Regions from separate parts of the Mus musculus genome. Here all the other regions are linked to region 1. Evidence: chromatin contacts called from public HiChIP or PLAC-seq data. All regions are on one chromosome and are shown on one strand. The core of a region is the stretch at or near the end of the contact, and the rest is flanking DNA. Distances in the headings are between cores, read along the strand shown. Region 1 holds the start of Etnk1 (ethanolamine kinase 1). Region 2 holds the start of Etfrf1 (electron transfer flavoprotein regulatory factor 1). Region 3 overlaps Casc1 (cancer susceptibility candidate 1).

Evidence for each region. HiChIP or PLAC-seq counts read pairs in DNA pulled down with a chosen protein or histone mark.
Region 2: a contact with region 1 is called in an H3K27ac HiChIP or PLAC-seq map of differentiating embryonic stem cells, with 10 times the contacts expected there. The contact joins the promoter of Etfrf1 here to the promoter of Etnk1 in region 1. A contact is called at or near these places in 10 of 39 promoter capture datasets (3T3-L1-derived adipocytes, the C10 cell line, the HPC-7 cell line and 6 more), 8 of 115 datasets of contacts at active chromatin or transcription factors (the NIH/3T3 cell line, astrocytes, differentiating embryonic stem cells and 5 more) and 2 of 9 other capture datasets (adipose tissue and liver).
Region 3: an H3K4me3 HiChIP or PLAC-seq map of embryonic forebrain shows a contact between it and region 1, with 6 times the contacts expected there. The contact joins the enhancer-like site here to the promoter of Etnk1 in region 1. A contact is called at or near these places in 1 of 39 promoter capture datasets (cranial neural crest) and 8 of 115 datasets of contacts at active chromatin or transcription factors (embryonic forebrain, embryonic hindbrain, embryonic stem cells and 4 more).

What each region holds. Positions count from the first base shown.
Region 1 is chr6:143,165,900-143,168,635 of GRCm38.p6, forward strand. Etnk1 (ethanolamine kinase 1) reads left to right here and starts at 1,331. Exons shown (of 8, transcript NM_029250.2): 1 at 1,331-1,737. The coding sequence starts at 1,582.
Region 2 is chr6:145,209,800-145,212,535 of GRCm38.p6, forward strand. Etfrf1 (electron transfer flavoprotein regulatory factor 1) reads left to right here and starts at 1,348. Exons shown (of 3, transcript NM_133688.3): 1 at 1,348-1,453. It overlaps Casc1 (cancer susceptibility candidate 1), which reads right to left and starts at 1,171. Exons shown (of 16, transcript NM_177222.4): 1 at 1,008-1,171. The coding sequence starts at 1,010.
Region 3 is chr6:145,186,328-145,189,063 of GRCm38.p6, forward strand. All of the region lies in intron 9 of Casc1 (cancer susceptibility candidate 1), which reads right to left. Gm15543 (predicted gene 15543) reads left to right here. Exons shown (of 2, transcript NR_157240.1): 2 at 1,038-1,303. Among named protein-coding and RNA genes, the nearest start is that of Gm15543, 5.4 kb to the left of the region's middle. Within about 2 kb of position 1,379, at least 129 of the 459 cell types and tissues checked have an H3K27ac peak or open chromatin away from gene starts, as enhancers often do. A contact at or near this core is called in embryonic forebrain, where this site is marked.

The sequences.
Region 1 (2,736 bases), core at 81-2,580:
AAATGCAGGAGTGGATTTCCCACTTTTTAGTGTAGGAAGTTTATCATTATCTCAGACTTATTTGTGACTTACAAAGGTATGTAGCCTCATTCAGAACAATGAGAACATAAATGTGTGCTAATGGGTAATACAACATTTGATCATTCACAAGTTATTCACTTGTACTCAGCCCCGGGGAGGCCAGAAGTCAAGGTGAAAGTCACCTCCATTGTCTCCGTCATAAAAGGAAAGCACAAGGGCGGACCAAAAACTTGTAGATGATCCGGTTGCCAGTATTTCTCTAACAAGCAAAGAGCAGAGCCTTTCTGATACAGGAGGTTTCATGTAGCCGTGCGAGTCCCAGGACGCGCTATGATTTAGCATGACAGATCTAATTTTCTTTCCTTCCAATTCCCTCCGAGTCTCTACCTTATATAACCGGCTTTGAATAATTCTCAGCAACGTCAACTATCTGACCCTTAAAATGAGTGTTTCAGTCGTCTATTATCGGTCGGCTGATGACTAAGTATATCCCGGGCAAACCTGGAACTCACTATGTAGCCCGGCTGGTTTGGAACTCGTGGCAATCCTGCCTTAGGCACCTGAGAACTAGGACAGGTATAGGTCATCACACCACTGTCACCGGTTTACTCTCACTTTACGTAAAGTTTGCCCCAAATACTGTGATTTCTATGTACCGTCAAAGGGAACTGGGTTGCTGAACCAAGCAAGCATGTAGTTCTGTGCACACAGCTTCAGGAACAAGGCGAGCAAATTAATCCAGCTTGGCCGGTTGAGGCCAGGCTAAGCTCACAGCTTAAATTTAGGGTTATTTCAGGACGTGCCTTCTGCGTCCCGTAAGAACGTCAGCCCTAAGTAAGCAGAGCCCACGACCCTAGTGATCTAGAAAGGTGACGCTTCCTTGACTCCTGACAGGGCTGGGTAGCACTCCACAGCTCATCGGTAGAGTTCGAAAGGGCTCGGCAGAGCTCGACAGCGCTCCGGCAGAGCTCGGCAGAATTCGGTAGGGCTCCGGTAGCGCTCGGGCAAGGCTCGTTAGAGCCCCGGTAGGGCTCGGCAAAGCTCGACAGTGCTCCGGCAGGGCTCGGCAGTGTTCGGCAAGGCTCGTAAGCGCTCCGGCTGGGCTCGGCCGCGCTCGGACTCCTTCGGGTGCAGGAGCCCAGCCAACCCCACAGTAGCGGAGTGCCTGGCGGTGCGCGCTCCCCGAGACCCCGATCCCCAAGAGCCCCGAGGCCCGCCCATTGTGCCGCGGGGTTCGCCACCCCGCCAGCCGCCTGACGCAGCCGAGGCTCCGCCCCCGGCGTGACGCTAGCGTCAGGCCAGTCCCGGCATGCTTCGCGGCCGCCCGCGGTCTAGCGCACTGAGGCATCTTCCCGAGAGCGGCCGTGCCTCCGCGTCTCTGCACTGCGCACCCCGTCCGGCCGCCCGGTTGCCCCCGCCGCCCGCCCGTGCGTCCGAGCGGCCGCAGCCCTCCGCCGAGGGCGCCCCGGGACGGAAGGGTCCAGCAGCCTGCCGGCGCCCGCCGCGCTCGTGGTCGCCGTCGCCGTGGTCGTCGTGGTCGTGTCCGCCGTCGCCTGGGCCATGGCCAATTACATCCACGTCCCGCCCGGCTCGCCCGAGGTGCCGAAGCTCGACGTGACGGTGCAGGACCAGGAGGAGCAGCGCTGCCGCGACGGCGCCCTGAGCCTGCTGCGGCACCTGCGGCCGCACTGGGACCCCCGGGAGGTGACCCTGCAGGTGAGGCCGGACGGGCACCGGGTTTCCTTCCCGAAGCCGCCGCGTCAGCGACGTCTGCCCGGCCCCTGAAGAGGCTCCCGGGGATGGCTGCCGCGGCCCTCGTCATGCCTCTCCTCCCAGACCCCGCAGCCCATCCGCCTCCCGCGGTCCTCTCCGCTGCCCTCCCTCCCCTGCGCTTCCCTCCCATCCCTGCCTTATCCAGCCCGAGATCTTCCCACATCCCCATCTCCGAGCCGCGGGAGAACAACTCCTTTCCAAAGCGGAATGACCGGGGACCTGCTGCTGCCCACGCCAGGATGCTAGGGAACGCTATGCCGTGCGTTATAGGAAGGCTTGAATTGGAAGGTTTCTAAATTTGTAAAGTCTTAGAAGAATTAATGCTCAGGGTTGGAGTGAGCAGTGGCCTGGGAATATTTTCGTGAGTCAGTGGCTTTAAAGACAAAAATTCTCAGAAGGATACCCCTACCCCCGAAAAGCTAGGATTAGGAAAAAAAAAAGGCACTTGCAAGTTATGATCCACCATACCCACAATTTATCTGGTGTAATTGGTTATAGTTTTTTCAGTGCACAGCTTGTAGGATTACTAAGGTGAATTTCCTTTTTCCTTGCAAACAAGCCAAATTAGTAAAATTTTAACGGTTTGGGATTGTTTTAGATTTGAGCAGTAATTTGTATTATTCAAGACGTCTGTCATTTTGATGACTCCAATACATTGTTGGGGGTTTATACAGGATTTATTGATTTAAGTTTTTTGCTAAATTTTTTTTTTAGTATAATTAAAACATGAGTAGTGTCTAGGCCCCAGAGCAGTTCCTGACACTTGGGGGCTTTTATGAGTTTTAGTTTCGATTCTTGTTAGAAGTGTTCTGAGCAGCTGAAAGAGACCGACCCATATGTTTTGGGGAAGAAACTTGTTAGACAAAAGACTTTGACATTTAAGGTGTGCCTGTTGGCCAAGTATATAGGAAATAGTTGATTCAAAATGATTTTTATGTATAA
Region 2 (2,736 bases), core at 98-2,597, 2.0 Mb after region 1:
TCAATATGGCTGGTACAGGTTACAAAGAGGAATCTTGGATACAGACCCTCATGAAGAAAATAAGCATCGTATGAAAAAAATGAGTTTACACTGCTACACACTAAAGAACTATTTAGAAGTAGAAGAGAGATCTGAATAAATCCCTGCCCCCATGCTGACACCCTGACCCCAGATGTTCAGTCTCCAGAATGGTGAGGTAAGCAGTTTCTACTGTTTAAGCAAACATGTTTATGGTACTTTGTTTCCTGGAAGCCCCATGATACAGTTAGGTTTGAAGCTGCAACCTCCTGGAATCTACATTTTAAATATTCCCCCAAATGGCTTGGAAGTCTTTGAGAAACAGTGCTATGTAGATAGGAAAAAGAAATTAAATCCACCTTTCGATGTAGCAAATACGTGCTTGTTCTTGTAATTTGCCAGCAGTCTTAACTTGGCTGATGACCCATTGGGGGTCTTGCCAGGGGAGGCCTTCACTACCCATTTCTTCCCACCACTTACAGAAAATACATACTTATATCTTAAAAGAGACTGAAAAGCACCAATCTTTTCTTCTCTCCTACCCTTAATAGCTTGATTACTCCGCTTTAGATACACCAGCTGTTACCTTGGTAAAGCTTGTGTCTGATATTCTGCTTAACTGACAGAGCCGGAGGGCTGTAATATTCTCCTTTGTGTGTCTCTGGCTTCCAGCCAGCAAACACAAATAATGCACTCTGAATCTCCCCTCAACGAGTGTGATAATTGATGATCTCTTGATGGAGAATGGGAAACAACACACGAAATTTGCTCCATATTGTTCTGCGTTGGAATGAAAACTTTTCTGACAAGGCAGTCAGAGCCAAAGTGGGAATGTACATCACCGGAAGCTAGTAAAGTTTAGTCACTGCAAAGATCTGGATCTCGCCACCTCTGGATCGCACTGCCCCTGTCTGCCTGCCCTCCCTCGACAGCGCTGAAGTGGAATCCGCACTTGCCCCTTTCCTGTCTCCCTCACTTTCCTGGCTTACCATGACAGAAGCAGGAACTTTGCTTAGGGATAAGTGAACTCTGCAGAGCAGGAACGCTCACGGTTGTCAAGACGACAGGCCACGCCCACTCACAACTCCCAGTGTTTTGCGAAGGACAACCTGCGCAATCGCACTGTAGTCTTCCGGTGAGTACTGCCCAAGTCGTAGACTGGTTACACAAGCCACACTTCCCACATAAGGTACGCCCACATCGCGGCTTTTACCTAATCCCGCCCATTTCCGCCTGATGCCCCGCCCCAGCAAAGAAAGCGGCCTCGAGTCCCATACACTGCTGCCTGTAGTCCCGCCCTGAGCCCACCCCCGCCTCTCAGCTCCGCCCACTTCCGGCAGACGGTCGGAGCATTTACGGCCGTGGTGCCGCAAAGCGCTGGAGTGAGGCGGTCTGAGCAAGCTGTCGTCTGGACCCCAGACCTGCTGGTGGTGAAGTATGCCTTAGGCGAGGGCTTCCGGGCGTGGGGAGAGCTGCGTCTCACACTGAAACGCAGGCTGACCTGGAACTCGCGGGCATCCCTCAGCTTCCTCCTGAGAGCTGGGGTTATAGCCGAGGCCCGCCACGGCCAGCCTTGTAAAAAGGTTTCTTCCTCGCTTCTTTTGCGTCTGGACGAGCCCTTCCCGGGGGATCTGGGGAATGGCGCCAGCTCACGACTAGGTGAAGCCATAGGTTCCGGGCGGGTCCCCCAGGGAGTCATCTGGCCACAAAGGCGAGCTCCAAGAGGGTCGCTACCTTGATATTAAAGTAGTACAGATTCTTCACTGATCGTGGGAGTTTAGTTTCTATGCAAAGCATTCGCCCTTCTCAAGAGCTGCTCACACACTAGTTTAACGTGACTTCTAAGAACCAGTAAGCCATTGTTGTCCCAAGGTCACGGAGCGCTGTACTGTTGTGGCAGCCTGCAGAATTTCAGCCCTTCTCCATAAGAAAAGGCACTTGAGACGTAGAGGAATGGAGACAGTTCTTTAACCCAACCCCAGCTTACGGCCCGTCTAACCCAAGATAGAGTACTAATGCTCTGTCCCTTACATAAACTAAATGTTCTGTTCAGTAGGACTGACAGCTAGTTTTTGTGGGTTAAGGTCATTGGTTGCACAACACTTAAGACCTTACTGCCCTCCGAACCTTGGTAATGAGATAAAAACTTAACACCTACTGCATATAAATTCAAATTTGTTTTATCTTAGCTGTTGAGGTATGGAAGGTAGCCTTTGTTTTGAATTATTCAACAAAGCAACTACTAGTGTTTAGTGACAGAAAACCTCAGACTAAACTAGGAAGTGGTGTGGAAGTACAGTAATTAACATGGTGACTCAGGAGAAATGGCCTTACTCAAAATCACTGTGTCATTATCAACTTCTCTCCTAAGAGGAAAACTAATAGTAGAGATGTGTTAGATCCCATGGTTCAAGACTCTGTGCATGCTTTTTTGAGTTTTGATGTCCTCTAGTCCCTGGGCAGGATTTGTGAGTAATAAGAGGGCTGCTTTCTGGCATCTCTTCATCTTGACACGGGTTGTACTAGCCCCTCTCTCCTGTCATGTACCTGTACCATCTAAAGGCGTATGGTCGCACAACCTCTGGTATGGGGAAATCTGACAGGACAGTTTTCCAGTACAGTCTGAAGGAATACTGAGTCTAGTTCACTAGACCACTGAAACAATACACTGCCGTCTCCATTTCCTTCAGCTTTTTTTTTTTTTTTTTTGGTCACTTG
Region 3 (2,736 bases), core at 129-2,628, 2.0 Mb after region 1:
CCTGCATAAAACAGGGTGATGGTTTTTGTCTGTGATCCCAGCACTCTGGTGGAGGCAGGAGGATCAAAAGTCCAAGGCCATTCTCAGGTACACAGCCATTTGAGGCCAGCTGGGTTACATAAGATGCTGTGTCAAACCCCCTAAATCCAGAGAAACAACAACAAAGCAAACAAACAAAGCCCCCAAGATCATTCAATGGTAGAACCCTGAGGCCACATGGAGTCTTAGGTTCACTCTCTAGGACCAAACAGACACAACCAAAGAAAGGCAACATCAGGCTGAGTTTCTTATAGCAGATTTCACCTGAGAGTTAGACTGTGTGTGTGTGTGTGTGTGTGTGTGTGTGTGTGTGTGTGTGTGTGTGTGTGTGTGTGTGTGTGTGTATGCGTGTGTAGTATGAGCATGTTTGGGCATGTATGCCTCTGTGTGAATGTAATGTGTGTATACACATTCAGGCATGCACATGTGTGCATGCATGCTCTTGAGTGTACATGTGGAATTTTCTTATGCATGCTTGTTCAGTTTTTCTTTTGGAAGGACTGGGGATTTAAGCCAGGGCCTCATCCACACCGGCCAAGCATCTGTCGCTGAGTTACATTTCCAGGCCAGTTCAGTCCCTTAATGAGAGAGACACTTCGAAACTTAACTTTCAATTCAAAGACCCATGTCCATCTATCTGCTTGTTCCTCAGGGTAGTAAAATATTTTTGAAACTACTATTTTAAATGTTCTACTTTGAATAATTTCTCATTAATTATGCCCTACTCAAATTAGCCCTTTCTAAACATGTTGTGCTATAAACAACTTAGAATGTTTATGGTATTTTAAAATATATTAAACATTTAAATATTTTTATTGTTAAATATTTTTTTAAATATTTACAATATTTTTAAAAGCCATTCAAATCAATTAAGAGTCGGTATTAAGAGCCCTCTAGTGGCCAACTTCTTAATAAGCTCATGAAAAAAGAAACCTACACTGTCATTTAATGTCAGAGAATTTTCAATTTACATTACTCTTCACTCTCAACTTGACTAGATCCCACCCTGAACATGGACTTGCGATTCTGTGAGATGATGTCACAACCTAAACAGAAAGAGAAGAGAGAGAGAGCTGAACATGGACGTTCACAGTCTCTGCTGTCTGGCTGCAGAAACCCCGTGTATCGCTACCTCGCGCTCCCGCTGCTCCCGTGATACACTGCATCCCGTCATGCCATGAACCTATACAATCCCTTCTTTCCCTAAGTTGTCTCTGCCTGCTATTTGCCACATCAGTGAAAAATGAAAGTACATAGAAAACGCAGTATTGAGGCGCAGCGATGTCACTGCGAGCAACCTGGCCACGTGATCATAGCTTTGTCACCGCGAGCAACCTGGCCGCATGATCATAGCTGTCACCGAGCATCCTAGCCACGTGATCACAGCTTTGTCACCATGAGCATCCTGGTCGCGCGACCATAGTTTTAGAACTGATTTGGGGCGAATACGGAAACAGCCTAGAGCCATAAGCCACAAGAGCCCTAGAATTCTGTAAGCAAGAGCTCAGTGGCTGTCCGGGTGGAAGTTTGGTAGAAGACAATAATGAGAAATCAGTAGAGTGTATGGCTTTTCAGACAGGGTACAGCATGAGGCTTCAGAGAGGAAGAGGAGGAGGAGGAGGAGGAGGAGGAGGAGGAGGAGGAGGAGGAGGAGGAGGAGGAGGAGGAGGAGGAGGAGGAGCCGTTGTCCTGGGAACTAGGCTAGAAGCTGATGATGTCATATCCTGGCATAGGATTTCCTAAAAGTTTGAATGAGGCTGGATCCAAAAGTACTGAACTACATTGACATTTTAAGACAGAAACAGCCAGGCTGGTTGTGGTCACTGCTCACAGTGCTTAGATTCATAGTGAGGGGGTAGAGGGCTTTAAGTAATGTCCAGTTTGGCGAGGAAAGGGGTGAGTCTAAAGGTACAGGTGAGGAGGGTGGCAGCCCCTCTATGCTAAAACTCTCAGAGCCATTAACGGAAAATTGGGACAAGTGGGGGTGGGGGTAGGGTGCAACAGAGAGCAAGACCCCACCCATCAAAGGCTCTAACTCAGATCCTGCCTGGGCACTTTTGCCTCTGTGGACATCCTGCACATGTCCTCCTTACCATGTCAAGTGCTGTCAGGCTGGAGGTATGACAGCAACAGCACACATGCCTAATATGTTGAGAGGGGGCCTCCTGGAAATGGCCCCTCTCTCATCTCCCCACATTCTCAGTGTAAAGTGTTTCCTATCCCAACTCCCAGCCTGCCTTCACAAGCTCTGGGAAAGCGTATGAGGCTCCTGGCAACTGCCTGCTTCGGGGTTCTGAGATCTATCTGGGTATGCCACAGGATGCTCCGCCAATCATCACACCAACTGGAATCTACCCAGGGCAGCATTCAATGGTAATAGAAAGCAGACAGGCGTGGTTAGCCACATTCTCTAAGGCCATTAAGACTAAGTCAGGATTAAGCGTGGTCCTTCCAAGTTCAGAGAGTAAGTCAAACACCTGCTGGGACAGGTGTGAGACCCTAACACACACAGGTCCTGCCGCTGTTGTTATGAATTCACAGGCTTACGCTTTTAATGTAAAGTATTTCCAGGATCCGGGGATTGCTCAGAGCAGGCAAGAGCACGTGCTGTCCTTCCAGAGGGCCTGAGTTGTTTCTCAGAACCTGAATGAAGCAGCTCAAACTCACCTGCGCCTTCAGCCCCAGGGGCTGCTATGC